Linked DNA regions of Hordeum vulgare: region 2 is linked to region 1. Evidence: chromatin contacts called from public Hi-C data. All regions are on one chromosome and are shown on one strand. The core of a region is the stretch at or near the end of the contact, and the rest is flanking DNA. Distances in the headings are between cores, read along the strand shown.

Region 1 (3,344 bases), core at 730-3,229:
AAAAATAAGAATAACCAAAGAAAAGTTAGAACATCGTATAGTGCTCCGTCCGTTTCAAAATAAATGATTTAAAAATGACTCAGCTTTGCATTAACTTTAGTATAAAATTAAATCACTTTCAAGTCACTTATTGTGAAACAGATGAAGTATTTGTGAACCGATGGAGTACAATGAAGTATCCCAATAATAGAGTAGTACAAACGTCTTACAAAAAGGGAATAGTACAATCTACCGATGTATCCCAATAATAGAGAAAACAATTCAACTTTTGATCACTAGTTACCCTGAATACTTCATGTAGGCATTGGCAAAATATACCCTGCTGAATCATCACGAATGAAAGTCAGATGAGCAATATAATACAAGCACGCTATATATCCAGCAGTAACAATTGCGGCAAGACTCCATGAATGCTCTCTGTAATGTCATCAGCCAGTTACGGTGGCACTTCACAGGTATGGATGAGAACTATTAAGCACATAATGCTCCACTAATATGCATAATATATGCTTCAACTATCATATAATGAAGTGTATGGATAGTAAAGGTACCATCCATCAGTCTGTGCAAGTTCATGATACAGACCAGCAATGCAGTATAAGTACATCAAGGGCCCAAGTGGCACCAACATGGGCAGTTGCACGGGGTGAAGTGAATTTCGTATGAGAATGATTCAAATCAAGAGAAAAGCTAATGAACCGAATACACAGGATCAAGCAGTAGCTTATGGAAACCAAAATTGGATAGTCGGTCTCTCAGTTATCACAACAAACGAACAAAGTAACTGCGCTAGAAAAATCCACAGCCCCCATTGATAAGAGCATAGCAATTGCTACCCAAAGAATAAGTATAATCGTGTTGAATGGATTATCATACAATCAGTTTTCATTATTGCCCCGGCCAAAATCCCCTATTTCAGGGCTCAAAATTACCACTCCAATTACAACAGCTTCAATTGAATCATGCTGTAGAGAGTCCCCAACTCATCTCATTCGGTCAATCAAATCTATCTATGCCTCAATCCCACGCACTCAGATCTAAATCGTAGAGCAAAAAAGCAAATCTTACGAGTTTGCTTTGGCTCCATCCACCGCAACCGCCGCGTTCTCCTCGGCAGCGGCGGCAGCCGCATCCGCCTCGATCTGCTTCTTGTTGCGCTCGATCGCCTCGCCGACCTCCTTGGGCATGTACTTCTCGTCGTGCTTGGCGAGCACCTCCGTGCCGCGCAAGAAGCACTGGCCCTCCAGCGCCTTATCGGAGACCTTCCTCCCCGCCCAGTCGCGGCGGAGGTCGTCGGTGAGCGGCTTGAGGAAGCCCTCGACGACGACGGAGTGGCCCTCGCGGAAGAGGTCGGGGAGGGCGCCCTCGTAGCGGACGAGGACGTCGGTGACGAGGTCGGTGACGACGAACTCGATCTCGGAGGAGGAGGAGGAGGGGTGGGCGACGGAGCCCTCGAGGACGAGCCCGCCGAGGCGGCAGCGGGTCTTGGAGGGGTCGGTGGCGAAGCGCGCGAGCGCGTCGGTGGGGGTGAGGTAGAAGACGAGCTGGTCCTGGAACGTGGCAAGCACGGTGACCACGAACCCGGCCGCGCAGCCGAAGGTGAGCGCGTAGGTCCAGAGGCGCCGGCTCTGCAGCTGCCGCGCCCGCGCGCCGATGTCCGCGGCGCGCTGCCGCGGGGCGCCCGGCCCGGCCCGCCTCGTCGCGGAGAAGAAGCGCGCGGGCTGGAGGGCGTGGGCGGCCGGAGAGGTGGTGGCGCGCGCGGCGGGGATCGGGGTCGGGGTGTGGAGGAGGGCGGAGAGGAGGCGGCGGGAGGGGAGAAGGCGCGAGAAGGCCATGGAGGCGGCAAGGGGTGGGGTGGGGGGGATCTGGAAGGTGCGGGGCCGAGGGAATGGGGAGAGGAGGGGCGTGTGTGCGCGGTGCGCTGCGCTCGCCTTTGGCTCCGGATGGGTGGTCGGCCGCTGATCTTCTTGCTGCGCACGGCACGCCGGTGAGGCCGAGGCGAGGTCAAACTGGGCTGCGCCGTCCTTGCGAATGGACCCCCGAGGTCCGAGGGAGCGCGGAAACACCGTGGATTTCTGGCCCAGGAAAGTGAGCGGAAATAGTAAATTGTTGGATTCCCTCCACACAAAAAAAGTAACTTGTTGGAAAATGCACCGGGGTGTTGCTTCTCAGTTTCTGCCGACTTTCACGTTTTGGAAAACGCTGGAATTGCCAAATTTTTTGGTCTTAAAAATACATCAGTTTTATGTTTCACAAATACGTAGTGGTACAACATAACCGATTGTTAATCATGTTGATTGCCTCCAACGAACCGTTTAATCAGTTCATAAAGCAGCAGGGTCTGCAATGAAGTTCTTTTAAATCTGAATGTGGAGGTTACCTGCGTTTTTCTCCAACAGTGCCATGGTGACGATGGTGATCGACATCGTGTGATGATTAGGTTGAAGATATGGATCTCCCAAAATAAAGTTGTAAGGTTTATATGTTTGAAGCCTTTTGTGCAAATCTCCAAGACACTAGTCACTTTGTTTGTCTCATGGAGTGGCCACAAATGTACTCATTGTAATTTGTTTGTTTAATGGATAATGTGGTAATTTCTCTCTCAAAATACGGTTGTCTCCGTGTGGTGTGACTCATTTGTCAACGAGACATCGTTTTTCTTTAATTGCTTTGCCATCATCATATGAGGGAATTATGTGAAGTTTTCTTCGTGTTACACACAACTTTCTTATGGAGTGGGCTCCAAAAGTATGAAGTGTGACAATTCTGACAAGTATGATGACTCAATTATGATGAACCCTATTTCTCTTTTTGTCTCTTTCATCCACCTCATCTATTATCCTATGTGGCGTCCACAAACAACCGATGTTACATTGCACGTTCTTAAAGTAGAGCTGAACAATTGTCATTGTAGGCACGGGCAAAGCCGAGATAAAAGGAAACTGGGATCAACACGAACAAGTAGCACTAATATATCCCCTCAAAAAACAAAATAGCAACAACATGAAGCTAAAAATGCATAGCTCGAATTAAGTAAGAAGCCTATAATATTTTATTTAGTAACCTCACATAAATAAGAAAATCATAGTTACCAATGTATCATGATAAAATAAGCTCTGATTACGAAAGTACCCACCTCTCTGTTTTTCCTAACCTCTACGACCTTTCTTCTTCAAAAAGTAATCTATCACATCCTCAATTGAATATATAAAACTTTTCTACAATAAGAAAATGATGCAGTAGTTCATGAAATATGCAATTATGTAGCACAATCTTCACTATTTTCATTTCACAAAAACACCTCTCCATTGATGCGGTAGAGACGAAGAACAATAATACTAGCT
Region 2 (3,548 bases), core at 336-2,835, 310 kb before region 1:
CTATCCTCTGTTTTTTTAAAGAGGAGGGTAGCGGTGGTAGAAATGTTATTATCTCCAATTTTATAAGGGTAATGGGTCATTAGCAATTCATAATCTGATTTTAGTTGGTATAGAGTAGATTACGAGTTTTTAATAATCTATCTATCTAGTTTTTATAATCTACATTATAGGTTGTCCTGTTTGAAAACATAATAGATTATAAAAACTAGATTATATAATCTGGATGGTTCCAAACAGGGTCTTAGACACCTATCTTGTAGAAATAAGCACCGGTGCATTACGAAACCTAACATAGAAACATAACACATACTCCCTCCGTTTCTAAATATAAGACCTTTTAAAGATTGCATTATGAACTACATACGAATGTATATAGACGTATTTTAGAGTATAGATTCATTTATTTTACTCCGTTTGTAGTCTCCTAGTGAAATGTCTTATATTTTGAAACGGAGGGAGTAGATAAGCTCAAAAAACAATAGTCATTGACAGTACAAATCAGATCATGTTACAAAAATCGTACGCACGGACATTTTAGAAGCAAAACAAACACGCACATGTATGCTAGCATGGAACCATTCAGAACCCGTGTATAGAAAACTTGAACCCAAACGCCAGAACCGATCGTTCCACCTGCATAACAAGGCCGCGCAGAGACGAAGAGATGACTCGATCGATCAGGAACAGCTCTTGTCGTCGTCGTCGACGTCGCACTGCGGCACGGTGGCGTAGTAGGGCCCTGCCGAGTAGGCGACCTCGGTGGGGCAGACCCGCGAGGGGCGGGACGGCTTCTCGCCGGTCCTGCCGCCGTTGAAGTCGGTGAGCACGGCGCAGCCCTTGTCCCCGGACCTGACGAGGCGGACGAGGCAGTGGGCCGGGTCGAGGCGGCAGCTGCCGCCGTCGTGGGCGTACGGCACGTCCACCTTGAAGACCCCCTCCTCGTCCGTCGTGTCCGTCCGGTGGATCACCGTCCGCCCCGTGTGCTCGTCCAGGCACGTCACCGCCACCACGCTGCCTGCGAAACCATCACAGCATACATACATATTCGTCGATCATGCCGTCGTGCGCACGCCAAGAGCAACGAAGGTGCAGGTCGCCGGCGAGGAGCGATGGCCAGTGCGTGCTAGAGATATAAGTAATAGAAGGTTCGGGCGGACCGTACCGGCGATGGGCTTGGCGTTGTAGGCGTAGGCGTTCCAGTTCTTGGTGCAGTCCTGGCACAGCACGGTGCCCGTCACCGTGAACTTGGACGCGCCGTAGCTGTCACCGGCGTCGGCGCACGTCGCCACGGCCACCAGCACGAGCGCGGCCAGCATCGACCCCCTCCTCCAAGCCATCGCCGACGAACGACCAAGTAGCTAGCTTGCTCGATGGAATGCAATGGATGGGCCGGTGAAATGGGGTCGACCGAGCGAGCTGTGTGTCAAGCTAGCGCGCGGCGGCTTTATCGGCCATGGTGGTCGACGTGAGCCCAACTCGTTATAGGATGACGACGACGTGCGCGCCATTTCCTGGTGTCGGTACGGCAGAGTAGAATAGCCCAGTCCGACCGACGTGGACGCTGCACGCGCTGATGTGACGCCAGCATGTGGGCCAGGTGGCCCCACATGCCAGTGGGTGATCATCACACGCATCGGCTCTCCCTTTCGCTCACTTTCCCCTCACTGTTTCCCAGCTTCTCTCAACCGAGAAGGAAGGATTACGAGAGTCAAAGCTCCGCCAGCAATGGCCGTCGCGCGCCCCGCCGAGCGAGAAGTCCGAGGCGGAAATGGAGAAGAATCTGAGCTAGAACTAGTGTCCGCAGCCTAACACCTGGCTCCGATGCTCGATCGAACGAACCCCTCCCCCGCCATGAGAGACCCGAAGCAGAAGACAGCAAGAGCCCACAAGCCGCGCCACCTCCACCTCCTCGACAGGCTCAGGACGCGCCACTTCTACAGGTGGCGGTGGATCCTCTGGCTGGCCCTCTCCGCCTACCTGTTCCTCCCGGCACTGCCCCCCTCCCGCCGCGGCCCCGGCTCCGAGCCCCGCCCCGGCGTCCGGATCTACGCCTACGACCTCCCGCCGCGCTTCAACCGGCGCTGGGCGGCCGCCGACGCGCGGTGCTCCCGCCACCTCTTCGCCGCCGAGGTGGCCGTGCACGAGGCGCTGCTGCTGCGGCAGCGGCGCGCGGGGCTGCGCCCCGAGGAGGCCGACCTCTTCCTCGTGCCCGTCTACGCCTGCTGCAACTTCTCCACGCCCACGGGGCTCCCGTCGTTGGCGCACGCGCGCGGGCTGCTCGCCGACGCCGTCGGCCTCGTCCGCGCCCAGATGCCCTTCTGGAACCTCTCCGCTGGGGCCGACCACGTCTTCGTCGCGTCGCACGACTTCGGCGCCTGCTTCCACCCCATGGTGACCGCCCGCTGCTCGATCCAGCCTCTAATCCTCAGCTGTTTCTTGCGTGCATTGTTCTTGTGCCTGATCTTGCGGCCTAATGGTTGATCAATCAGGAGGATGTGGCGATGGCCGCCGGTATCCCGGAGTTCTTGAAGGGGTCGATCCTACTGCAGACATTCGGCGTGCAGGGCCGGCACCCTTGCCAGGACGTGGAGCATGTGGTGATCCCGCCCTACGTGCCGCCTGAGCTGGCTCCTCGGGAGCTGCCGGAGCCGGAGAAGGCGCATCGGGACATATTTGCCTTCTTCCGGGGCAAGATGGAGGTCCACCCCAAGAACATCAGTGGCCACTTCTACAGCAGGTAATAAGCATCCACTTGGCGAGGAGTACATCGCCTTATAAGAAATTCATGGGCAAGAATACTCGTCATTTTGCTTCATCTTGCACAGTCCACTGGTCAAATATCCAGGACGCAAAGTTCATAAATTGCATCACCATATGTAGAATACGAAATTCATGTCACCAAGTATGATTATCAATCGATTCATCACGTTCAGGAAGGTGAGGACTGAACTTCTGCGGCTGTATGGCCGCAACCGCAAGTTCTACCTGAAGCGGAAACGGAACGACGGCTACCGGTCGGAGATGGCGCGCTCCTTGTTCTGCATCTGCCCGCTGGGGTGGGCGCCATGGAGCCCTCGTCTAGTGGAGTCGGTCCTCCTGGGCTGCATCCCCGTCGTCATCGCAGATGACATACGCCTGCCGTTCCCCGGCGTGCTACGGTGGCCCGACATCTCGCTGCAGGTGGCCGAGAGGGACGTGGCCGGCCTCGAGGCGGTGCTAGACCACGTCGCGGCGACCAACCTGACGACGATTCAGGGGAACCTGTGGGACCCCGTGAAACGGAAGGCGCTGGTTTTTAACCGGCCGATGGAGGAGGGAGACGCCACCTGGCAGGTCCTCAAGGAGCTTGAGGCGAAGCTGGAGCGGCTGCGACGGCAGGGGCGGAGGAGGTGAGGCAACCGTCTTGTGAACCTCTTCTCTGACTTGTTGCTTTGTTTATGCTGGCAATATGTGCTGTGCTCTACTTCCATCTCATCAGAAATGAATTGGTAACATATTATCTACTACTCACTGAATGAATGGCATTGCACACATGCAGGATCCATATC

The links. A called contact is a pair of places that touch in the nucleus more often than the background predicts.
Region 2: a contact with region 1 is called in a Hi-C map of seedling, with 2.7 times the contacts expected there. The contact joins the promoter of LOC123437899 here to the promoter of LOC123411328 in region 1. A contact is called at or near these places in 1 of 6 Hi-C or Micro-C datasets (seedling) and 1 of 1 datasets of contacts at active chromatin or transcription factors (embryo).

What each region holds. Positions count from the first base shown.
Region 1 is chr1H:369,810,998-369,814,341 of MorexV3_pseudomolecules_assembly, reverse strand. LOC123411328 (cytochrome c-type biogenesis protein CcmE homolog, mitochondrial) reads right to left here and starts at 1,979. Exons shown (of 1, transcript XM_045104265.1): 1 at 830-1,979. The coding sequence starts at 1,835. The coding sequence ends at 1,065.
Region 2 is chr1H:370,116,081-370,119,628 of MorexV3_pseudomolecules_assembly, reverse strand. It overlaps LOC123437899 (probable glucuronosyltransferase Os03g0107900), which reads left to right and starts at 1,585. Exons shown (of 4, transcript XM_045115739.1): 1 at 1,585-2,391; 2 at 2,490-2,737; 3 at 2,934-3,389; 4 at 3,539-3,548. The coding sequence starts at 1,822. It overlaps LOC123437941, which reads right to left and starts at 1,436. Exons shown (of 2, transcript XM_045115743.1): 1 at 1,163-1,436; 2 at 443-1,015. The coding sequence starts at 1,337. The coding sequence ends at 678.